Regions from separate parts of the Capra hircus genome. Here region 1 is linked to region 2. The links are chromatin contacts, called in public Hi-C maps. All regions are on one chromosome and are shown on one strand. The core of a region is the stretch at or near the end of the contact, and the rest is flanking DNA. Distances in the headings are between cores, read along the strand shown.

Region 1 (6,475 bases), core at 1,198-3,697, 270 kb after region 2:
CAGACTGAAGGCACCTTTGGAGAAGTGAGTTTCCATCCCCCCCCTCTCCTTCCTCCCTCCTTCCACCTTTCTCCCAGGTTTCTTTCCCTGTTATCACTTCACTTCCTCCTCACCCTTGTTTTCTATTTATACGAGAATAAGAAAAAGAAAAAAAAAGTATTCAAAGGTTAGTAAAAAATTCCCAGAATGCTGCGAATCAAAATGGTCTCCCTTATTTCTCATTTCCTAAGGAATGATGAAGTAAACCAAATAGATGCTGGCTTTTTTTTCCCCCCTTGAAAGTACAATATTTTTCAAAGCTTAAGATATTAATAATTGCAAAAAAAAGGTAGTGAACTAAAAGTCAGATCACCATGGTTTTAATTTTGTCTCTGTTGATTGACTTGCTCCCTGAGCAATTCTCTCACTAAATTTTAATCTTTCTTTTTTTTTTTTTTTTAGTTTTTTATTTTTTTAATTTTAAAATCTTCAATTCTTACATGCGTTCCCAAACATGAACCCCCCTCCCACCTCCCTCCCCATAACATCTCTCTGGGTCATCCCCATGCACCAGCCCCAAGCATGCTGTATCCTGCGTCAGACATAGACTGGCGATTCAATTCTTACATGATAGTATACATGTTAGAATGTCATTCTCCCAAATCATCCCACCCTCTCCCTCTCCCTCTCCCTCTGAGTCCAAAAGTCCGTTATACACATCTGTGTCTTTTTTCCTGTCTTGCATACAGGGTCGTCATTGCCATCTAATCTTTCTTAACTATAAAACAAAAACAAAATAAAAATGGAATCTGAATTCTATTTTGCACATCCAAGTGATTACCCTTGATCCAGGGAGCCTGGAACACAAATTTCCACTAGGAATAGATGGGATCACTCTTTACCTCTTTTATCATTTTATCCCAAAGGCTAAGGAAGTTCTTATCTGTGAATTTTGGTTTCTTGTGTAAATTATTTCACTTTTACTTGGGTGTTCTTTGTGTGCCAGGCACTGCTCTAGGCCCTAGGGGTTCAGTAGGGAACATGACAATGGTTCCATGAAACTGTTTTCATGAAGCTTACAGGTTGGACAGGAAGACAGACAACACATGAGTAATTGTAAGGTAATTTCAGAGGCGGTAACAGTATGGATTAAATAAAACAGCATGATATCATAGAGAGGGGCATGCATGACAACAGGGTTGTGGAAGGAGTCACAGGAATGACACAGCTCATCAAAGAGGGTCTCTCCGAAGAAGCAACATTAGAGCTGATGAGCTGAGGGTAGTCCTGGCAATGGCCAGTGGTGTTTTGTTTTGTTTTTTAATGTGCAGTCACTCTAGAGATTTCAGCATCCTTATTATTTAGTTAAGAAAATAAAAAACGTGGTATCTCTAATTACTTTGGGATTGTGGCCCCTGTCACATCCAGATATGTAAACAGACTGACTTCCAGGCTAAACAGAAACATTTGGTAGCTGCAGAAGCCACTTATTATGAATGTTCTAACACCTTGACCGTTATTCCTATTTTATCAGGAGACAAGTCAGCCATGTTAAATGAAGACAGTTGTTCTTTCCTGATGGCATCTAGTTTATTATTGGCAGGCATTGCAGCTTTTTGAGACAGAAGGTGGCATGTATGGAAGTGAGGTATCCTGATTGAACAGACAGGTCAATAAAGATTCCATGTCACTTGTAAGAAAATTACGTTTGATTTCCCTGCACCTTGACTGACTGCCTCATAATTGGTAAAAAAAAAAAAAAAAAAAAACCTGCGTGTTCTCTGTGGAGGGGCTGGATTAGGGTGTACTCGACTCCTTTTGAGTAGCAGTTTTCTCTTGAAAAATCGTGATGTTGCAGCAACTGTAGTTAAAAGCATGCCCTGGAAGCCCCCAAATCATACTTGCTAGGGCACCTCAGTATGATGGAAACAATTTGATTTCACATACTTAAAAAATTTTATTTTGCATTTTTTCCCCCTTATTTTGCTATAGGACGCAAAGCTTCCTCCGTTTGTTTTTTATGGCTGGGTTTCAGTTTAATAATAATGTTACTTTACATTCTTTAAGATTTTTGCCTGCAGTTTAATCATGATTCTGTCCCTTACTACAGGATAAACGTCTTTAAATATTTCTTTGAAAAGAGACAATCTCTTGGCTACTTTTGTCAATTCTGGGGTTCAGCCAGAGTTGGGGGACACATTTCTTTGTCTTCTGCAGCTGTGGGGCTGCCTCGGAATGACGGCTGTTTGGGACTCAGAAATCGATCAATTTAACGAACACCCTCGACTTCTCAGGTCATTACCTTTGAAAAGCTGGCTGGAATGAGAGTCAGGAATCCTGTTCACAGCATTCCAAATCTGGCTCTGATAACCAGGAGATCTGTTTATTTTAGTGGCCCGCGCCCCACCCGCCTCGCACCTGTATAGACTCGCGGGAACCCGCAATTAAACTCGCCAGCCCCCAGCCATTGGGGCACATGCACCTCCCCGCCCCGCTCGCAGCGTGCCTGCCACCAATATGTCTTGCTTTGGTGTGACAAACCTCACGGAGACATATGAAAAGCCGTGCTGGTGGGAATGGTTGTAATCACTGTTAACAAACAAGGTTCTGATTGCCAATATTACCATCTGTTCCATCGGGTTCCACATATTCCCCGGTATGTGGGCTCTGTTAAACAGATTTTCCGTGCGGCCCAAGGTCACCCTTGATTCATGTAACCAGCCTTTGCAGATGGGTTAAATGTGAGCCTCCCGACAGCAGCAAGAATCAACATCCGAGAGGTACCAAATCATGTCCTCCGATGACAGAGCCCAAATAAACAGTCCACCCTGTCGGCAAAGACAGAATATCCACATCCCTTGATACCTGAAAGGAGTAGATCCCAAAGACACTGTGTCAAGCGCAAGATTCTATTACACTTCCTATAAAAATGACTTCACTGTATAATTAGAGAAGCCCAGGGGTGAGGAGGAAATAACCTGCTTTCAAGAGGAGCTGTTTAAGTGATACTAGTGGAGATCCCCATACTACTGAGTCCTCTCCCTTCTTGTGAACTTAAAACTGAGCTGAGTACTTTTCCCTCTGTGTTTCTCAACACCTGCAAGAGGTTCTCATCACTCCCCTTGAGGTGATTCAAGTCAATTAAAATATATTGATCTTCTCAGCACTGAGGATATAAAAAGACTCGCAGCCTGGCTGAGAAGTAGATACCAGGCAGACACAGAGGCAGGGTGATTAATAAGGAGGGGCAGTAATGGATGTGGATAACTTCACCCAGGAAAGGGCAAGTGAGCTGGTTTTGCAGGTTGAGCTAGTGGTCCTCAGGCAGAGGTGTGGGAGAAATAGGGCAGGGCATCTGGGGCAAAGCGAGCATGAGTGCAAAGGCACACAGACGTGAAACAGCGTAGTAAATACAAGGAGGCATAAAATAGATGCTGTCTGTGCAAATGCATTTCTCCTTAGTATTCTTAGCGCCCTGCTGTAAGTGCTTTTTCACTGTCGGGCTTGGGGACTTAATACAAAAAAAAAAACTTTGTGTTGAATTCCTTTCCATAACATATGCCGTGAAATAATATTTTGAGATGGTTACTATTCTCTGACTGTGAACGTTTGTACCCAAATCTCGTTTTTTTTTAAACAAAAAGAAACGTTTATGTTTAGCAAATGCATGCTCTGAACTTACGTGAAAAAGAAGATCTAGTTTGCTGCTACTAAGCCGCTTCAGTCATGTCCGACTCTGTGCAACCTCACCGACGGAAGCCCACCAGGCTCCCCCGTCCCGGAGATTCTCCAGGCAAGAACACTGGAGTGGGTTGCCATTTCCTTCTCCAATGCATGAAAGTGAAAAGTGAAAGTGAAGCCACTCAGTTGTGTCCGACTCTTAGCCACCCCATGGACTGCAGCCTACCAGGCTCCTCCCATGGGATTTTCCAGGCAAGAGTACTGGAGTGGGTTGCCATTGCCTTCTCCAAGACCTAGTTTGGGGGTCAAGAAATGCTTCCTTGAGGAGGAGATGTTAGTGTTGAACTTTGAAAGAGGAATGGGAATTATTGGGGGAAGAAATGTCCAGGCAGGGGGACCAGAGTGTGAGGACACCCTGAGGTGACAAGGAGCCTGGCAAGGTTGCCAGAAAGGCCTGGCTGGGATGAAGCAACAGGGAGAGGTGGCAGGGGAGCGTGGGGGTGAAGGAGAACAGGGTCAACTCATGCTTAACCTCAGAGGACACATGAAATCTGGGGCTTTATCCTGAGCAATGGGCAATGGTGGAAGCTTTAAGTAGAGGAGAAATATGATTATATTATTTAAAAAGTAACTTTACTTCACTCTGTTTTGACAGACTCCAGGTCCACCCAAATCTCTTCAAATGACCCAATTTCATTCCCTTTTATGGCTAAGAAAGAGAAAAACAGATACCTATATATTAACACATGTATGCAGAATTTAGGAAAATGGTACAAATGAACCTGGTTCCAGGGCCCGAATAGAGATGCAGACATAGAGAACAGGTGTGTGGACATGAGGTGGGGCAGGGAGGGTGGGATGAACTGGGAGATGAGGTTTGACAGTCAATTGTGTCTGACTCTTTTGTGACCCCATGGACTGTAGCCTACCAGGCTCCTCTGTCCATGGAATTTTTTAGGCAAGAATGCTGGAGTGGCTTGTCATTTCCTACTCCAGGGGATCTTCCTGACCCAGGGATCAAACCTGCTTCTCTTGTGTCTCCTGCACTGACAGGTGGATTCTTTACCATTGTGCCAAAGCAAATAGTTGGTGGGAATCTTCAGCATAGCGCAGGGAGCTCATGGTCATGCTCTGATGACCTAGATGGATGGGAAGCGAGGGGTGGGAGGGAGGCTCAAGAAGGAGGGGATGATGTATACATGTAGCTGATTCACTTCATCATACAGCAGAAACTACCACAACATTGTAAAGCAATTATACTCCAATAAAAGTATAAATGTGAAAACATTTCAGTCACTTCAGTAACTTCTCTGGTGGTCCAGTGGTCCACCTGCATCAGTGCTCCCAACGCAGGGGGCCCAGGCTTGATCCCTAGCCAGGGAGCTAGATCCCATGTGCTGCAACTAAGGTTTAGAAGGCAGATCCCATGTGTGGCGAGTAAGACTCAGTGCAGCCAAATAAATATATGTATCTTTGTATCAATACCTGTATGAATATATGTGTATATATATATATATTTCAAATCACTTAACTGTAAGATGGAGAAAAGTTTGGAGTGGATGAGGGAGAAAGTGTGTTAGGAGAGAACTTACATCAATCCATAAGAAAGGATATTGGATTGGATTCAGAGGGAGAGATGGAGATGGAGGAAAGGGAGGGATTTGAGAAATACAGAGGAGGGAAATAGTCAGGACTTGGTAATAAATTGACAGACATGACATGTCAAACTTCACTTCTATTTACATATATGATATAAAAATGTTTTTATACATTCCCATATTTGGTTTTTAGCTTGGTTAAACTTTTCAATTTACATTTTAAACTCTTATTTAAGTCCAACCGGATGGAGACTAATGATAGTAAATATCAGAAAATAGGTTCAGATTGTTCAGGTCATTACAGATGACCCTGTAATTCTGTACTTTGTAACAAAGCAGTTTGACTTCTATCCTATCTATTTGAATAGTGCTGATCCATTTAGGAAACTAAAAATGTGTTTTAGAATAGGATAGGATTTGGCTTGTGTATATGTTAGACACAGGGGAAATAAGACATAGAGTCTTGGGTTTGAAAGACACCAAATTAATGCAATTCTTTTTTTTTAAGTACAAATTCTGCACTCCATTTTTATAACTGAAATTATTTTTTTTAAGTAAGACTAATAGCTTGATTTTCCATATCATAATTTAATCTCATTTATGCATTTTGCACTTAGAGCTGCACATAGCAAATTATGGGCAGATATGTCTACATTATATTACATTGCTCTCCTAGCTGTGCATGTATGATTTGGTGCTGGCAGTTATGTTCAATTTAGTAAATGCTATATTCCACTGTGTCTAGAATCTTTGAGCTTTTTAAACAGCTAGTACATAAAAATGTACTTCCCTTTACTGCCTCCATAAAGAGGAAAGAAAGAGCAGAAGGTAGAGTATAAATGAACCAGGGCCAGACATGCTTTTGTACAGGAGAAAGAGAGAAGCAAAATCCAAGCAGAAAGACTGAGAGCAGAGGCATGCCTGATGAAAATCCCTGTGTCTCCATGACCTAAGGAGTTGGTTTTTTTGTTTTTGTTTTTGTCTTTTAAAAAACATAAACTAGAGAAACTAAAAAGATGGAGTATGATCCTATGCACTTACTTAAATTTTCTGTAAATTCCCTGATACACACAAAAGACAAAGCCTTTGAGAATTTATTGAAATGCATTTACCTAAAATACTTCTGGCTTCTCTCATGGATTCCATTGTGTGCTCTTTCTTTACACTCCAAGATGTGTTAAAAAGTAAACATCTAAAACCACTAAGTAGATTTTAAC
Region 2 (6,898 bases), core at 885-3,384:
TGATTGCAGCCATGAAATTAAAAGACGCTTGTTCCTTGGAAGAAAAGCTATGACCAACCTAGATAGCATATTAAAAAGCAGAGACATTACTTTACCAACAAAGGTCCACCTAGTCATAACTACGGTTTTTCCAATAGTCATGTATGGATGTGAGAGTTGGACTATAAAGAAAGCTGAGCACCGAAGAGTTGATGCTTTTGAACTGTGGTGTTGGAGAAGACTTTGAGAGTCACTTGGACTGCAAGGAGATCCAACCAGTCCATTCTAAAGGAAACCAGTCCTGAATATTCATTGGAAGGACTGATGCTGAAGCTGAAGCTCCAATACTTAGGCCATCTGATGCGAAGAATTGACTCACTGGAAAAGACCTTGATGCTGGGAAAGACTGAAGGTGGGAGGAGAAGGGGATAACAGAGGATGATATGGTTGGATGGCATTGCTGACTCGATGGACATGAGTTCGAGTAAGCTCCGGGACTTGGTGATGGACAGGGAAGCCTGGCGTGCTGCAGTTCATGGGGTTGCAGAGAGTGGACATGACTGAGTGACTGAAGTGAACTGATGCCACGTATGCATCTTATATAGTATTAACTGGAATATTTTTCTCATGCCCCATAGGGATAAGAGTACCATCTGTTCTACTCTATGAGCAAGAAGCATATCCCTCAGGGGTAGGATATATACCTATAGTCTAGGTACCAGGCTCAGTGCTGAATGAATGAATGAATCCTTAAGGCTTATTTTTTTTAATTAAAATTATGGGGGGGAAATAAGGAGAATAGGACATGAAATATTCTAGACTCTGTTTCATTGTCAAGTTTTATGAATAATTCCCAGTCAAGGAATGGGGGCGGGGGGTGGGGTGCCTTACTTTTGGAAAGCAGCTGGGTTTTATTTTCTATGTTTCTTTTATTTATTTGGTTTTCTATCTACACAGCACGTTTTTGTCTTTGGCATTCATCATTTCTAAAAATTAACAATAACAACACATCCTCAAGGCTAACATTTATGTAGGACTTACTATAGGCTTTCCTGCTGGCTCAGTGGTAAAGAATCCACCTGCCAATTCAGATGTGGGTTCAATCCCTCGTCTGGGAAGATTCCCTGGAGAAGGAAATGGCAACCCACTACGGTGTTCTTGCCTGGGAAAAATCCCATGGACAGGGGAGCCTGGTGGGCTATAGCCCATGGGGTCGTAAAAGAGTTGGACACAACTTAGGGACTAAACAATAACAAACAAATGAGTCTGGTATCTGCAAACTGTTTTACACTCTTTCTTAGGCAACTGTTTTAACAACCCTGTGAAATGAACAGGACTGTTTCACTCCCAGCCCTAAACAAATAAGAAAACCAAGGCTGCAAGCAGTTCAGTGACTGGCTCAAGGTCATAGTGACCTCTACACAGTGTGGCCTGATTTTGTTCACCTGGTCAGAGCAACTCCAGAATCTGGGCACTCAGCCATGGCAGTCAACTGCCAATTGTCTTATACTCATAAATAAATAAAAAGGATATAAATTTTAAAAAGAAATAAATAAAACCTGTCCAGTTACTTAAAGTAACCAGAGGAAAACTGCTTAAGGGGCAGATGACTACTACATAAAGCAAACCAAACACTCACGTAAAGTACAATTGTCCACTTTAAATTTCTACAGCTTTCTGCTCTTTTTGGTTTACCCAGTTACCCATGGTAAAAATTCTTCATGGAAGAAACCCCAGCTTTGTCTGGTTTGAGAGGGAAAATACAATGTCACTTTCATTATTCAGCATAGGCTGTGGTTTCTGGGTGCTGCTCTGAGCCTGCAGGAAAGGATATAGGGAGAAGAGGGGAGCTGGGGTACAGAGGGACATGGGGCAAGAAGCCCAAGGGGAAAGGGGTGCTGTTGGGTAGCCCATCCCAAAATGTGCCTCTGAGGCATAGTAATTATTCTGAACTAAAGTTAATTAAGAAATAGCCAGCCCAAGAGGGACATTCCAGGCTTCCCTGGTGGCTCAGTGGTAAAGAATCCACCTGTCAATGCAGGAGTCACGGGTTCGATCCCTGATCTGAGAAACCCCACAGGCCACAGAGCAGCTAAGCCCATGTGCCACACCCACCGAGCCTGTGCAGCCTGGGAGCTGCAGCTGCTGAGCTCACAGGCCACAGCTACTGAAGTCAACCTGTCTGAGAGCCCGCGCTCCGCAGTAAGAGAAGCCGCCACAATGAGAAGCCCACGCACCGCAACTAGATGGCAGCCCCACTCCTCGCAACTAGGGAAGAGCCCACGAAACAACGAAGACCCAGCACAGCCATAAATAAATAAATAAAATTATATACATAGATCATAAAAGGAGGAGGGACGCTCTGACTGTCCTGTCTGCCGGAAAGCAAGAAATCGATTTCAAGTGATAGGTGCCTTCTCTGCAATTAGACAGGCAGTCACCCTTATCATCAAAGACAGGGGATTCACGCCAGAAGCCTATATAAACAAGCCTGGTTATTTCTTTAATTGACAAGCCCAAACTCTGTCTAAATTCTTCACTAATTGGGTTCTCCAAACCTAAGTCTCTTTGTCCCATCAATTCCTCAAAAATCTATTTGTCTACAACATGTAAAAACTGCCTGCTTTGGTCCCACTCCTAAGGTCCCATTTCCATGACATCTCTGTGCCCATGAATTAAAACATGTTGCTGTTCCTCTGGTCAATCTGTCTTCTGTCAGTTTTATTCTGAGTGCAGCCAGAAGAGCTCAACAGAGGAGGGGGGCTATTTCCCACTCCCAGCTGGTGCTGAATCCTTCTCAGCTGGGCTGCCATTCCATGAGGCCACACCCAGAAGTTCATAATTTGACATTCCAACAGCACTTCATACAGGCGACAACTGAAGAAGCAAGACAGCAAACGTGGATCCTAAGCACTTGAGGGTCGCTTTGTTTTCTCAAACCCTTGCCCCAGCCTGGAGGAGACTGGCCATAAGAAGTGAAAGTTCCACACGTAGATGAAGACAGCGTATATTTCAAGGCATCTCGGATGCAGTGTTTAGAGCAGAGCCTATGTGCTTGGGGTTGCTGGGAGCGTGCACTGAGTCCACAACACTGCCTGGCACTTGGTCAGTGAGCCTGGCTGTCACTGTCAATATCCCTAGGGTGCTGTCCCAGAGAAAACCCTTAGTAAATCTTTGCTGACTTTCATTTAAAACAAATGTGGTTACATCAAAATGTGATTATTCATATAAATACATACTAGGGATGTAATGTACAACATGATACATATAATTAACACTGCTGTATGCTACATACGAAAGTTGTCAAGAGAGTAAATCTTAAGAGTTCTCATCACAAGAAAATAACTTTTCTCTATTTCTTTAACTTTGTATCTATATGAGATGATGAATGTCACAAAACTTGTGATATTCACTTCATGATGTAAGTCAAGTCGTCTGAAACTTATACAGTGCTGTATGTCAATTATTTCTCAATAAAACTAGGGGGAAAAAGAAATGCTTATTTGGCTTAGAGACTTGACGAGCCTGCAACTGAAGTGAGAAACTACAGCTGACATTCCACAGAGCAGATGCACTGCAGCCGAGAGTCCGAGGCAACCCTGAGTGCCTGGAAGACACCTGGCCACAAATTGCAGCCTGGACCAAAGAAGCCAGCCCCAGAGGATGGGGGGTGGGGGGAGCAGGCGTGATCAGAACAGGACTGTATTCCAGAAGCAGCGCTGCCCGTTTCCTTCAAGACCGTTAGGAAACCTAAGATAACAGCTCATCACAGCTTCTGTGCTGAGAAACCGTGATGATGTCTTTCTCTGGTGTCTCCCCTTCCTTTCCTACAGCACCTCTTGTGTACCGTGCGCCTTCGTTTCCTTAGTGGTTGCAGATCTGCAGAACATACAGACACTTGCTGACAGGGCTGCTCATACAGCTTTAGCACTGTATGCGATTTTGTTGAGCTCTTTGCAACAGTATCATGCTCTGTGGCCCCTTACTGCTAACCTGTTTGGCATGTACTTGCTTTTTAATTAAAATGAAAGAGCATCCTTAAAAAGTCCGAATTTAGAAAATCAAGAGGTAGTTATTCTACATCAGAAAAGGAGATGACTCTAAAGAAGGATTCAATGAAGTGTTCTTTCCTACCACCCAACTCGCCGTCTCTCCATTCAGCAGAGTGCAAAGTTTTTCCGGAAGTATAGATTTTTTTTCGGTCTATGGAGGAACCATTTAGGAAGGAGCACAGACAACTGGTACATGAAGCCAAAGTCACCTTTGATTTCACCAAATACTTGTTGACCTGAACTAAGCTGAAGAATGTCTCCCTAACTATCAAGGTTCATTGTTCTCTTCCAAAAACAACCTCTTAAAATTGGTGCTATGTCCTCCCTGCCCCAGCCCCATCAAAAAATTCTAACTTGAGTAAAATTCCAGACCTTCCATAGGAGATATTTACTGAGATTTTATTCTTTAAGTGAGATTTTATTTTTTAAAAGTCTTTATTGAATTTGTTACAAAATTTTTTCTGTTTTGGGTTTTTTCTTGGGCTGTGAGGCATGTGGGATCCTAGCTCCCTGACCAGGGATCAAACCCACACCCCCTGCATTGGAAGGCAAAGTGTTAACCACTGGACTGCCAGGGAAGTTCTGAAGTGAGATTTCAAATATGTAATCTATGTATCCATATTTTTTAGAGACCTATGTAATGAAGACCTAACATGTGTGTGTGTGTGTGTGTGTGTGTGTGTGTGTGTGTGTGTGTTAAGTTGTTTCAGTCATGTCTGTCTCTTTGAGACCCTATAGACCATAGCCCGTGAGGCTCCTCTGTCCCCGGGATTCTCCAGGCACAAATACTGGAGTGCATTGCCATGCCCTCTTTCAGGGGATATTCCCTATCTAGGGATTAAACCTGTGTCTCATGATTCCTGCCTTGGCAGTGTGGGTTCTTTACCACTAGTGCCATCTGAGAAGCCCAAGACTAAGATGAGGGGGCTTCAAAAAACCAAGTGATGAAAACAGACATTATATAAAATGAGTGAAAATTGCCAGCAGCTTTCAGGGGAGAGAGGGAGGAATAAGTAGAGCACAGGAGGTTCGGGGGGCAGGAAAAATACTCTGGATGATAATTAATGGTGGGTGAGTGTCATCATACATTTGTCAAAGCCCATAAAATGTACAACGTAGAGTGAACCCTAGTGTAAACTATGGACTCTGCCTGGTAATGAGGTGTCAATGTTGGTTCATCATTGGAACAGACGTACTGCCTGGTGCAAGATGTTGATGGTGGTGGGGGGTGGGCGGAGAACTCCCTGTAACTTTCCTTCAATTTTTATCTGAATCTATAACATCTCTAAAATATATAGTCTATGACTTTTTTTTTTCAAGTGCTATCTGCATCTAGCAGGAAGAGACTGTTATCCACAGAGTTTAAGGAGATGTTGGAGATAGACCTTGGAGGAGGGAAGGGACTTGAGTTTGCATAAGAGAACAGGTTACTAACCTGGGAAATGGCATGGATCTTGGATGGGGTTAGGCGGCATGCGGGATGTTGGTTCCCTGACCAGGGATCGAACCCCTGCCCCTTGCAGTAGAAGCGTGGAATCTTAACCACTGGACTGACTACCAGGCACATGGAAGACTTCATGGGATCAACTGACAAGACTGAGTGCCAGGTGGACCTGGCTGGTGTTTGTTCTGAGGGCAGTGAGGTGTTATAGAAGGTCTTGAGCTGGGGCTTATTAGACAAGGGTCATCTAGGGATTTAGCTCCTTGCTGTGTGGACTGGAATTTGGAGGGATGATGAAGCCTGGAGGCCACAGTGTGGGCCTGAGACAACGGGCTGGGGCACAGGATGTGGTGGTAGGGGGGTACCCAGAAGAGAAGGGGGAAGGCGGGGAGCTCAGAATGCCTAAGAGGTTTCGAGCCTTTGAGACTAGAACAGTGAAGTCGCTACCAAAAATAGGAAATACAGAAAGAGAAGTAGATTTGGGGTACATAGAAGATGTCTTATTTTGGGTGTGTGCAGATTATTCATGTGGAGAAGTCTAGCACGCAGCTACAAATGTGGTTCTGAGGCCAAAAATATTTCAAAGTAAACCTGCAGAGAGAGAGAGGGTCATTAAAGCCTCAGGAAGGGCTGCCATTGTAGAAACTGATAATGTTGCAAAGGGACTCAATCCAAGGGAAAAAAGAACATGGTCAAAGAATCTTCAGGAAGAGGACTTGGCAAAGGAGTCTGAAAAGGAGTATTTAGAGACAAAAGTTCCAGAAGGAGCAGCCCACGTTCCCTCCTGGCCCCACTCAGAGGCACAGACACCCACCCCTACCATCACAGATCATTCATCACACCCCTCCCCATGTCACTGCAGAGCATATATATTGTTAATATTGACTGGGAGACTTCAGCAGAAACTAAGGCCCATGGTCAGCAATTTTTATTTTGGCTGGCCAGAAATAAATTCTGTTACTAAACTAACACTTTGCTGGTTATTATATTCAATAGTCGCACCGGACACCTGTAACGTCTTCTAATTTTCATGAAATGTTGTCTTCCATCCACTTGTCTGTAGAAGCGAAGAAGCATCCTCTAGCACCGTGAGTTTCATTTTCATTTTCCATATCAGAGTCAATCACTAAGGTTTTTGTCTTTCGGTTGGTCTAATCTTCACACTGTCTGAATCAGAACTATATTCTGAAGAACTATCACCCCCTGAGATACTAGTATATACATTGCTCAGACAATGACAGAAAGTATCTGCATAAAATTCACTGATAAATTCTTCACTCAAATTTTGCAGTGCATCGTTTTTGAAAATTTTACGTTTATAATATACACAAGGTTGCAACAAAAACATAATGGAGCAAAACGTGGATGATAATGACAATCATTGTTGTACAATGGACCCTAGATCAATTTTAAGCTCTAACAACTT

Evidence for each region. A called contact is a pair of places that touch in the nucleus more often than the background predicts.
Region 1: a Hi-C map of blood shows a contact between it and region 2, with 3 times the contacts expected there. The contact joins two enhancer-like sites. A contact is called at or near these places in 2 of 5 Hi-C or Micro-C datasets (both in blood).

The regions. Positions count from the first base shown.
Region 1 is chr13:23,406,359-23,412,833 of ARS1.2, forward strand. The region is part of intron 9 of ARMC3 (armadillo repeat-containing protein 3); the gene reads left to right. Among named protein-coding and RNA genes, the nearest start is that of ARMC3, 51 kb to the left of the region's middle. Within about 2 kb of position 2,448, at least 1 of the 5 cell types and tissues checked has an H3K27ac peak or open chromatin away from gene starts, as enhancers often do.
Region 2 is chr13:23,136,172-23,143,069 of ARS1.2, forward strand. All of the region lies in intron 1 of PIP4K2A (phosphatidylinositol 5-phosphate 4-kinase type-2 alpha), which reads right to left. Among named protein-coding and RNA genes, the nearest start is that of TRNAS-GGA, 9.4 kb to the left of the region's middle. Within about 2 kb of position 2,135, at least 1 of the 5 cell types and tissues checked has an H3K27ac peak or open chromatin away from gene starts, as enhancers often do.